2 separate regions of the Mus musculus genome follow, and region 1 is linked to region 2. A link is a contact called in public Hi-C data. All regions are on one chromosome and are shown on one strand. The core of a region is the stretch at or near the end of the contact, and the rest is flanking DNA. Distances in the headings are between cores, read along the strand shown.

Region 1 (5,054 bases), core at 2,126-4,625, 100 kb before region 2:
CTGCATCCCCAGATAAGATGCCAAGGTGAAGACTTGGGAAGTGCTAAGGCCTTGAATATAGGGGTTCTGCTTCTCGGTGTATCTGAAAAAAACTAAGGTAGGCTAGATGTTCTCTTTATAATAACCCAAAGGAGATGCTATGAGGAAGCTTTGAAAAGTCACTCCCAGAACATTTAAGCACTAGCTGGTAATTCAGTAGAACATGTGGATATCAAATGTCCTATAAAGTTTAGTAAATTCCCATTAGTGGCTCCGAGCTAGGCTCAGTCCAAAAACTATCAAACAAACATAGACCATATCTTTTAGTGATAGTCAAAGAAAAATTGAAATATAGAAAAATTGTATAAGAGCAACCATGGTAGCAATGCCCCCAAATGATAACAGAACTCTTTAAAAAAATTCTAACCATTCATGAAAAAAATTTAAATGAGGCATTTTCAAGGTAGGATTCTTCCTCTAGCTACAACAATTCAATCAAATAATGATTTTGGAAACAAAAGACTCATTTCTGTGCATTTGGAATCTCCTGGCCTCTGTAAGTTCAAAATACAGTCCAAGGGGGCATTGACTACAACCTAATTAACTGCCTTCCTGTTTAAATAAGGCCAGGCAGTGCAGATTACATTCCAGGGCTGCCCATGACTGTCTCTGGGAGACCCAGCATCCCTGTCGGCCATGGTAGCTACCTGAGTTCATGCCGTAAAGTAGTATGTTAGCAGATTGTGTGGGGTTCTTGTGCAGAACAGTGAAGGAGGCCCTTGAGACGTCTTTGAAATGTCAGGAACTCTCTCATGAAGTGGCTTTCAACTAATAAGTCTTTGTAATTATATTATCAGAGACCAAGCAAAATGAAAACCAGGTTCTTAGGAGGCAGACCACAACATAATTAGGTGTCCTCTGGGGACCAAGTTGGCAGGAGAGAAAGAGAGGACCAGTCAAAGACTGTAGGTGCAAGTATGATTGGCTAGTAAGCACCAACAACAGTTTAGAATTCGGAAATGTATACATTTTCTAACAGATGAGGAGACAAAGTAATTCTTCCTTTAAGGGGCACATTATATGTGCATGACTCTACAGAGCTTGCAAAACAAACAAACAAAAAAATCCATGCATTTAAAATTGTCACAAAGTTATCACATAGAGGGTTTGCTTTAGGGTTGATTTATGCTTTTTGTCTGAAGAATTGTGCTTTGAACTTAAGGGCATGACCCCTATAGCTCAAGTAGATAGGAGGGACTGATTGTAGGATAGTTTCTATAAAGGAATGAACTGTGCTCTGGAGTGTCCTTCCTCCTACCCCATCCAATAAGCTTCATTTCATTGGAAATATGGCATAGGGTGGTATTGCTTGTCATTGTTTCTGAGACTCATGAGGAGTACCAGGGCTATTTGTCTGCATAGGGCACTAATTTTCTAGAATAATCTACAACAAAACATCACTGCTCCCGTCAGAAATTTGACTTAAGAACCCGAATTACTAGGCTCCAATGTTCTTCCTGTTTTGTTAGCTTTTAAGAGTATACCAAAGGGGCCCTCATCAGTTGGGAGTTTTATGGAGTTCATGTGGGGCTTTGACAAGTTGCACAGTCTGAATAGTCCCTTTCTTGTGTGGTCCTGGGGGACTGGATAAAGCCGTCATCTACTCCCTCTGACTCCTGCGCCTGACTTTATAAAGCATGCCCCCCTTGACCTTCACTGTGGAACTAAACTGGGATGAGGGAACCCTGAAGGGATTCTGCTGAGTCTGCAGGAGATCCAATTAGGCTCCAGTCAACTCAGAAGGAGCAGAGGGGGAGGAGTCGGCCAAGGGGCTGGGAAAGTCGCTGAAGTTAGCCAGGGCCCTGAAATAGTCGGAGGAAACAGGAGCTGGCCTAAAGAAAGTGACGGGATAAAATTAGAAGACTTGGAAATCCCTAACGGAGGGACTCGGGGCAGCGAGGAGGGTCACTGTTAAACACCTGCCAATGGACTCCTTCAATATCTGGTCGGATCCGGTATCAGGAACCTCTGACGTCAACTTCCAGACTGATGGTTTAAATCCTCGTTTTTTTCTTTTGGGTTCCTCGGGCTTGGAAATACTTTTAAAAGGCAATGAGCCTGCCTGGCGTGGTGTGAGCTCTGTGAGTGTGCCTATGAAAAGTACTGGGGCTCTGAGTGTGAGGGTCCCCACAAAAGCTTGCCTCTAGGGACAGAGCCGACCGTGGGCTTACCTGCGGGCAGCCAGTGGCGGGCGACCCAGCTCTGCACGGCGCTCAGGTCGGCGCGCGTCCGCCGCAGTTCCTCCAGCACAGCGCCTAGGCCAGGCACTGTCGCCTCGGGTCGCCGCGCCTCCGCGTCCTCCAGGCGCGCCAGCCTGAGGCTCGCGTCACGGCTCTCCTGCAGCAGCGGCTCCAGCGCCCGCACCAGCCTGGCGTCTGCGGGGCCACCGGCTGCGCACGGCCTCGCCATGCCGCCCGCCAGCCGCCCCAGCTCTGCCCGCAGCCGCTGCAGCTCTCCACGGAGGACGTCGTCGGTGGCCTGCAACAGCATGCCCTCCCGCATCTGCGAGTTCTCCAGCATGATGAACAGCTTGTCCCACTCCGAGTGCTCCTGGCGGCAGTCGCATGGCGTGGCTAGAACGCAGGACACACACAAGTGTTATCAGCTTGTCCTGGGTGGCCATGGGTTGCACTCTTGGTGACTCCAAGTTTCAGCCTGTCCCCAGCAACCGCTCTCCTTCTAAGGATAGCTCTGAAAACAGCGTGCGTGTAAACTCAAAGATGACACAGGACTATTCTTTATAGGACATGTTAAACTAACTGAGAAAATGCCATTAATATAGCTAAAAACAGTTAAAGATTTCGTATAACTTAACTCATCATAAATGTTACAAAAATAATTTAAAACCTCTGGCTTTTCTCAGATAGTCCTTGCTTTCTTGCTTTCCTTTTTTCCCCCAGTCCTTGCTTTCACAAATAAAGTATAATTTTAGCTTGCTTCATTGGCTATCTATGTTAATTATGTTAATCGCGCCCCCCAAAAAGTGAGTTATGTAGTTTTGATACGCTGAGAGAGTTAAAAATGAACTTACGGTCCTCGGTGGGATGAAGTCCATTGTCTATTTCGTTGTCCAAATTCACATACATGAGCTCGTAGTCATCCGAGGTCTCAGCCACTACTGCAGACCAGAGAGCACAAAGCAGGATCGCAGGGAGGTGCATTGCTGGAGAGGCGAAATTTGCTTCGCAGCCGCAGGGGAAGAAGCGAGACTCTACAGTGATCCGAGTTTGAGCCCGGGAGAGATAGTGTGAGGCAGGAGTGAAGCCCTTAATAAACGCTCCAAAGCATGAGCGGGATGAATGACTAATGTCGGTGGCACAGCGCGAGGGAGTTCCCCTGGATTTGGGGGAGGGGGTTGGGTGGGAGGGCAAGGGAGCTGAAGAGGTTGCACAATGTTAAACCACCGAGGTCCACACTGCAGGCAGATTAATTAGAGGCGAGTCAGGGGGAGAAGGGGAGGGAAGCTGGACTTTTCTGGTGCCCCTGAGGATTAGTTGCTGTAACCTGAAGTGCTAGCGCTTTGGGGGGTGAGGAGCACAGAGGTACAGGGCGAATTATCATTTTGGCATTTGGTGTGAGCTTTCATTACTCCACAACCCCTGAAGTTATGGAAAACTTTTTTTTTTCACTTTTCCTTTGGATACTTTCTCAAGACCAAGCTATAGAAAATGATTCCGTGACTCCAAAATAACCCATTAAGAATTTTTATGACTCTAGAAGTCAATCTTGACTAACTAGTCTTGACTCCTCTGGTGGAGCAACTAAAAAACACAGTATGGCTGGGTCAAAACCCAGTAAAACAGGAAAGTGAGGGCGGGAATATAGTGGCTTTAGGTGCTTGGGTATTCTTGACATATCCTATCAAGGTCCTGTTTTAAATTTACATTAGTGACTGTGTGTGTGTGTGTGTGTGTGTGTGTGTGTGTGTGTGTGTAAAACCTGCCCCCTCCCCCAGTGCAAAGTACCTAGATAGGTGTTGATAAGTCATAATAATAGTGATAAAAAATTAAAACATTTGAATAAACTCCAAATAAAGCAAGATCTAAAAAACTACACAGATCTAGAGGGAACCACTCCCAGAGGATACCCCTGAGCTGATACAAGTCTCCAATATACAAAGGAGATGGAGGGGGAGGGTTACCAGTCACATCCTGATCATGATGGCAGGGCTACTACCCTCAGGCCAGGCCTCTCAGAAGGCTGCCTCTTGGATTTCCATAGGTAAATTCCTCTGCTCCTGACAGAGACTCATGAGTGGCTTTCCTGGCCTGAGTGCCCTCACGCATCTGGAATGCACATGCATGTACCATCCACCACAATAAAAATGAATCCACAGTTAAACATAGCTAGACACGGAGGGAACAGGGCATCATAAGCATGAATCAACACAAAGTCAAAAGGCATCAGGCCCCTGCTCAAGAGCTTCACTTATTTGAGATCACGGCTAAAGACAGGGTATGTTTGAAACCGTTAAAGCCATCAGAAAGCGATGGCAATATGAGACAATACGATATTGTTTAAAGGGCAGTGTGGAGCCACAGCTTTGTAAGGTGCTTTTCTCCTAAGGCTGTGGGCTCGAGTTCAGTTTCTAGAGTCCACATTAAGAAACCTGATGTGGTGCTGTGAGGTCCTAATGCCAGTACAGAGAGCCTCTGGGATCCCTGGCTAAACAGCTAAGCCTATTGGGCAAGTTAAGGCCCACGAGAGACCCTGTCTGAAAAAGCAATGTGGAAGAACTGGATAAAAATGCTTACTGTTCTTTCAATGTCTGTGGATTGTAGCATAGTTACCTGTACTGTATGGCTAATGTCCAATTACAAATGAGCACATACCATGTGTGTCTTTCTGGGCCTGGGTTACCTCACTCAGGATGATCTTTTCTAGTTCCATCCATTTGCCTGCAAATTTCACGATGTCTTTGTTTTTAATAGCTGAGTAATATCGCATTGTGTAAATGTACCACACTTGATCCATTCTTCAGTTGATGGACACCTGAGTTGTTTCTAGTTTCTGAC
Region 2 (4,825 bases), core at 419-2,918:
GGTACTGTATGTAAATAAGTAATATTTATGTCACTTATTGATATTCTATATGTTTTTACAAAATTCTTCTCTGCCTTCTGCCATGGACAGAGGAGGCAGGGTCCCGTGTGTATTGGAAGCAGAGACCAAGCTCTTACCACATAACACAGTCTCCAGTGCCTTGTCTTAGATATGCTGGCTTATGGGACTATAAGAAACAAAATTCTGCAAATGTCTCAAGCTCGGGCATTTTGTTGCTACAGGAAACTGAATAGGAAGAATCCATGTTTGTGTATTTTGGAAGCTAAAATTTTAGTGTGGTCCTCACAAAGAAAAGTGTGGCTGTAGATAATGGATTTTGGAGTAGACTGGACCATGCAAGACACAATGCAGGTAGCAAATACAGAGGGCCACAGAAAGCTTCTCTGACCATTGCCAGCTTTCTGAAATAAGCCATATCTGTATGCCAAGTAGGAAATCCAGAGGTTCTGACACATTTGATCATAGTCTCTGACCCCGTTTAACTGATTTTTCTCATAAAAATTGTACCCTTTGTGGAATATTATGGGATGTTTAAATACATATATATCTTGTATAATATTCAAATCAGGTAAATAACTCAATCTCAAACATTTAGCATTTCTTTGTGAAAAAAATTTAAACCTTCTTACTATAGCTCTTTGAAGTATATATACATTGTCACTATTTATAGTCACTGAACTGCACAACAGAGCCCTGTGTCTCCTCTTGTGTAGCTCTAACTTGGTACCACCTGACCAACATTTATTCTTCTCTCCCTCCACCTGTTTTGCTTTTGAGAAAGGAAAATAAGCATGTCAATATTAAGTAAACTCAAAGTACAGGCAAGGGTTTAGATGTCTTGTTGGGTTAGGGCTCTTGATCTGCAAGTAGGCCTAAGTTCAAATCCCAAGCCCCTTTTAAAAGACGTGGCTACAAGTGCCTGTAACTCCAGCACTGCGACCTGGGTGGGGCAGGAAACAGCTCCTAAGAACTTGCAGGCCAGCCCAGCCTAGTGGAAACAGTGAGGTTTTGGTTGAATGAGGGAACCTGTCACAGGGGAATGAGACAAAAACCAAGAAAGGAAGGCATCAATGTCCTCCTCTGTCCTTTGCTTATGTGTGCACAAACATGTGCACACACGCACACAACTTATGTGCACAATAAGGAAGTACAAGCAAGTGGTAAGTTGATCAAAGCCTGTTACATTGTGAAAATGCCTCTTAGGTGAAGAATAAGAACAGGATGAGATATGTAACTCTTCAGAATTCTTATTCATGAGTCTATTGACAACAGAGAAATACTTAACTTCCGTTTCATCAGACTTTGACTTTGGTTTAAGAATTTGACACTTGATATTGAAACAAAAAGGAAATCCCGCAATCACATCCACAGGAAGTGAATGGAATTCTTTGCATATTTTACTCAATTTTTCAACTGTTACATTATGCTTAAAGACAATGCATAAAAATCTTATAAAAATTTTTAATCATTAGCTATTTCAGCTGGAGACAAGGAGAAAATTAAAACTTGGCACCAACTCCGAGATCTAAGAGATTAAATAAATAACTTGGCAACCAGTTGTGTTGTTATTACTGTAATTCATATTCCTACTTCATGCCAATAAATATTCCTCTAGGGGAAAGGTAGCTAACTGTAAAGCCAATTTTTGAAAATGTTCTAAGTTTCGTAATTTGGTTTATTCATGAGAATAGAAGAGTATCTGGAATGTCCACAGTGTGGCAAAGAAGTCTGTTCCAAAATTTTTCAATCATATTTGCTTGCTATCATCTTTTATGAAGATTTCTCCATATTAAATTCAAAATAGCTGAGACTTGTTCAGTAACTTCTTTATTTACACATATATCACATGCACACAGTACTCACATGTATAGACATGCACACACACACACACACACACACACACACACAGTGATATGGAAATGATAACATTTGTCTCTCTGCTTCTGACCTTTAACTTCAATCTAGAGAATTTAGGCTCTCATGAGAAGCCCGTTCCCCAGAGAAGACACATTAAGCAAATACTTGAGAACCTAAAATGTGACTGTAGTATTTTAAGATAGAAACTTGGAATTTTAGAGCTGAAATCTGTCACTAAGGTTCATTAAATTAAGACCGTGTATGATAAAGTACACATTATCCTTACCAGGAGCCTGAGACTACAGCAAATATCTAAAGATAGAGTTTTCCTCAAATTTACCATTTTATTTCTATGGTCATACAGTATTTGGCCCAGACAATAGGCATCCATTGAGTAAACAAATACTGTCATATTCATTCGTTAAAAACGGAGGCAAGGGGGCCTGTTGAAAGTCAGTGTCAGAACTGGGGCTAGACAGCACACCATGGTGACTTCCGGCTGCCACCAATGCACCTGGCTCTTCTCTCATCTGGGCAGGGACAGCATCAAATTCCCCAGCATCTTGACACAAGGCTCAGCTTTGAGACATTTCTGCTCCTGTTTTAGACTTTAAAAGTTAATGTTGCATATCTTCGTTTTTGTCTTCTACCATGGTGAGTAAAGCAATTGCTGATACTGGGTTGATAGAAGGTGGAAAGAGCCTGGAATTATGAGCTCCCACATGGAAGAGTCCAGCTCTCAAAGATAGCTAATCCCATCACTTATGCTGCATGAGAAACACCCAGCCTTTTGTTCTGTTGAAAACCGAAGTTTCCTATTGGTTAGAGCAGCATAGCTTACCTTCCTTCCTGCACATACCTGAATAGTATGATCAGGTTCAAAACCTGCCTTTGCCCTTCATTGGGGCTTTGTTTCTATGTCCCAGTCTCTCTCTCTCTCTCTCTCTCTCTCTCTCTCTCTCTCTCTCTCTCTCTCTCTCTCCCAACCTCTCTTCCAACCTCTCTCCCTCACTCCCTCACTCCTCCTGTCATCCTCTCCTCAGTCTATCCCCATCTCTATCCCTGTCCCTATCCCTTTCCCCTTCTCCAGCCCCAGCCCCAGCCCCAGCCCCATTCCCATCTCTGTCACTCTCCCCCATACAACACAATTCAAATCTGCCAAGATTCAGAGTGGAGATACAAAGATGAATTTTCAAGGATAATCTCTATCTCTTATAGTTTTGTAATTTAAGAGATTATCATTGTCAGAGAGCACTCTCCTTATTTCCATCAATTTTGACATAAAATTCAATGCATTTATCACTTGTAAATTCAAACCAATCTCACAGAGTTAAAGTGTTACATCGTTATATAGTATTATAAAGTTGCAAAACTATGAAAGTTAGTATTATTTGTATAATGCATATGTTCACTAGCTCAAATGAAAAAATATTATCTCTAGATATTCATGGCATTAAAATTTGAATAAGATTCAAGCTTTTATTAATCACACATTTGTATCAAATGTTACTGTCTGTGTCTTAGTTACTCTAGACCATAACCAATGCAACTTGTAGAAGAAAGAGTTTATGAGGGCTTAAAGTTCCAGAGAGTTAAAGTCCCTGGCCATCATGGTAAAGTGCATGGCATCAAGCAGGCAGGCAGACATCACACTGGAGCAGCAGCTGAGAACTTATATCCTTATCCACAAGTAGGAGAGAGAGAGAGAGAGAGAGAGAGAGAGAGAGAGAGAGAGAGAGAGAGAGAGAGAGAGAGAGAGAGAATGATGTGGGCTTTTGAAACCTCAATATAGCTATTATCATTCTCAGCATTTATCCTTCTACTGAGGTTTCTTTCTAATAGGAAGACAAGGCAACCAAGAAAGAGCTGTAGGGATTAACACAAAAGAAGCTATAGAAAAACAGGGGTGCACCAACCAAAGAGTTGGAGTGACCAATGGCTCCAGCTGCATATGTAGCAGAGGATGACATTGTTGAACATCAATGGGAGGAGAGACCCTTGGTCCTGTGAAGGCTTAATACTCCGGTGTAGGGGAATGCCAGGGCAGGGAAGCAGGAGTGGTGGGTTGGTGAGCAGGGGAACGGGAGATGGGATAGGGGGTTTTCGGAGGGGAAACCAGGAAAGGGGAGAACATTTGAAATGTAAATAAAGAAAATATCTAAGAAAGAAAGAAAAAGAAAGAGAGAGAGAGAGGAAGGAAGGAAGGAAGAGAGAGAGAGAGAAGAAAGGTGATGATTCACAGAGAAAATTTCTGAACAAACAGACCATGTGTACAGAAAAATGCAAGACAATTTAATTTTTAGAACTTAATATAAGGATCATAAAGTTATCTGATTTAAGATCAAGAATAACCTAGGCATAAAAATTCAGTAAGAAGATACATTTAATGACAACAATTAATCTATAAGGAACATAGGCATAATCATTTTCAATGATACTATGTTTCTTACTTTTCTTATTTCTGGGCCAAAATACCTGAAAAGAAACAATGGAAAGGAGGAAGTTTTGCTCTGGCTTGCAGTTTAAAGGGATACATTCCATCACCTCAGGGGAGACACAGTGGCCTGAGCAGGTGACCAGCTGGTACACTGCAGATTCAATCAGTATACAGACAGCAAATCAGATGTGGGGCTGAGATTTAAAACCATAAGGCCCATGTGCAGTGACTCACTTCCTTCACCAAGGCACTACCTCCTAAAGGTTTGATAACCTTCCCAAACAGCACCTTCTACTAAGGACTAAGTGTTCAGACACATGAGTCTATGGGGTACACTTAACTTCCAACCCACATTCAATAGATATGAACTATTTAATGAGCAAACGTTTTCATATATTGACAAAGACATTACTGGAAGGCCTGAATTACTGAAAAGATATGTCGTTAGCATAAATAGAAAATCATTATCATAGCAAAACATCATTCCAAATGAAACTATGAATACAGTGC

What was found. Hi-C and Micro-C count contacts between places; a contact is called where the count stands out from the background.
Region 1: a contact with region 2 is called in a Hi-C map of embryonic fibroblasts, with 1.7 times the contacts expected there. The contact joins the promoter of Ptx3 here to the enhancer-like site in region 2. A contact is called at or near these places in 1 of 39 promoter capture datasets (the 3T3-L1 cell line), 4 of 484 Hi-C or Micro-C datasets (adipose-derived mesenchymal stem cells, embryonic fibroblasts and nephron progenitors), 3 of 115 datasets of contacts at active chromatin or transcription factors (bone marrow-derived dendritic cells, craniofacial prominence and fibro-adipogenic progenitors) and 1 of 9 other capture datasets (pancreatic islet).

The regions. Positions count from the first base shown.
Region 1 is chr3:66,218,208-66,223,261 of GRCm38.p6, reverse strand. It overlaps Ptx3 (pentraxin related gene), which reads right to left and starts at 3,375. Exons shown (of 3, transcript NM_008987.3): 1 at 3,071-3,375; 2 at 2,211-2,612. The coding sequence starts at 3,200. All of the region lies in intron 4 of Veph1 (ventricular zone expressed PH domain-containing 1), which reads left to right.
Region 2 is chr3:66,114,799-66,119,623 of GRCm38.p6, reverse strand. The region is part of intron 11 of Veph1 (ventricular zone expressed PH domain-containing 1); the gene reads left to right. Among named protein-coding and RNA genes, the nearest start is that of Ptx3, 100 kb to the left of the region's middle. Within about 2 kb of position 1,668, at least 11 of the 459 cell types and tissues checked have an H3K27ac peak or open chromatin away from gene starts, as enhancers often do.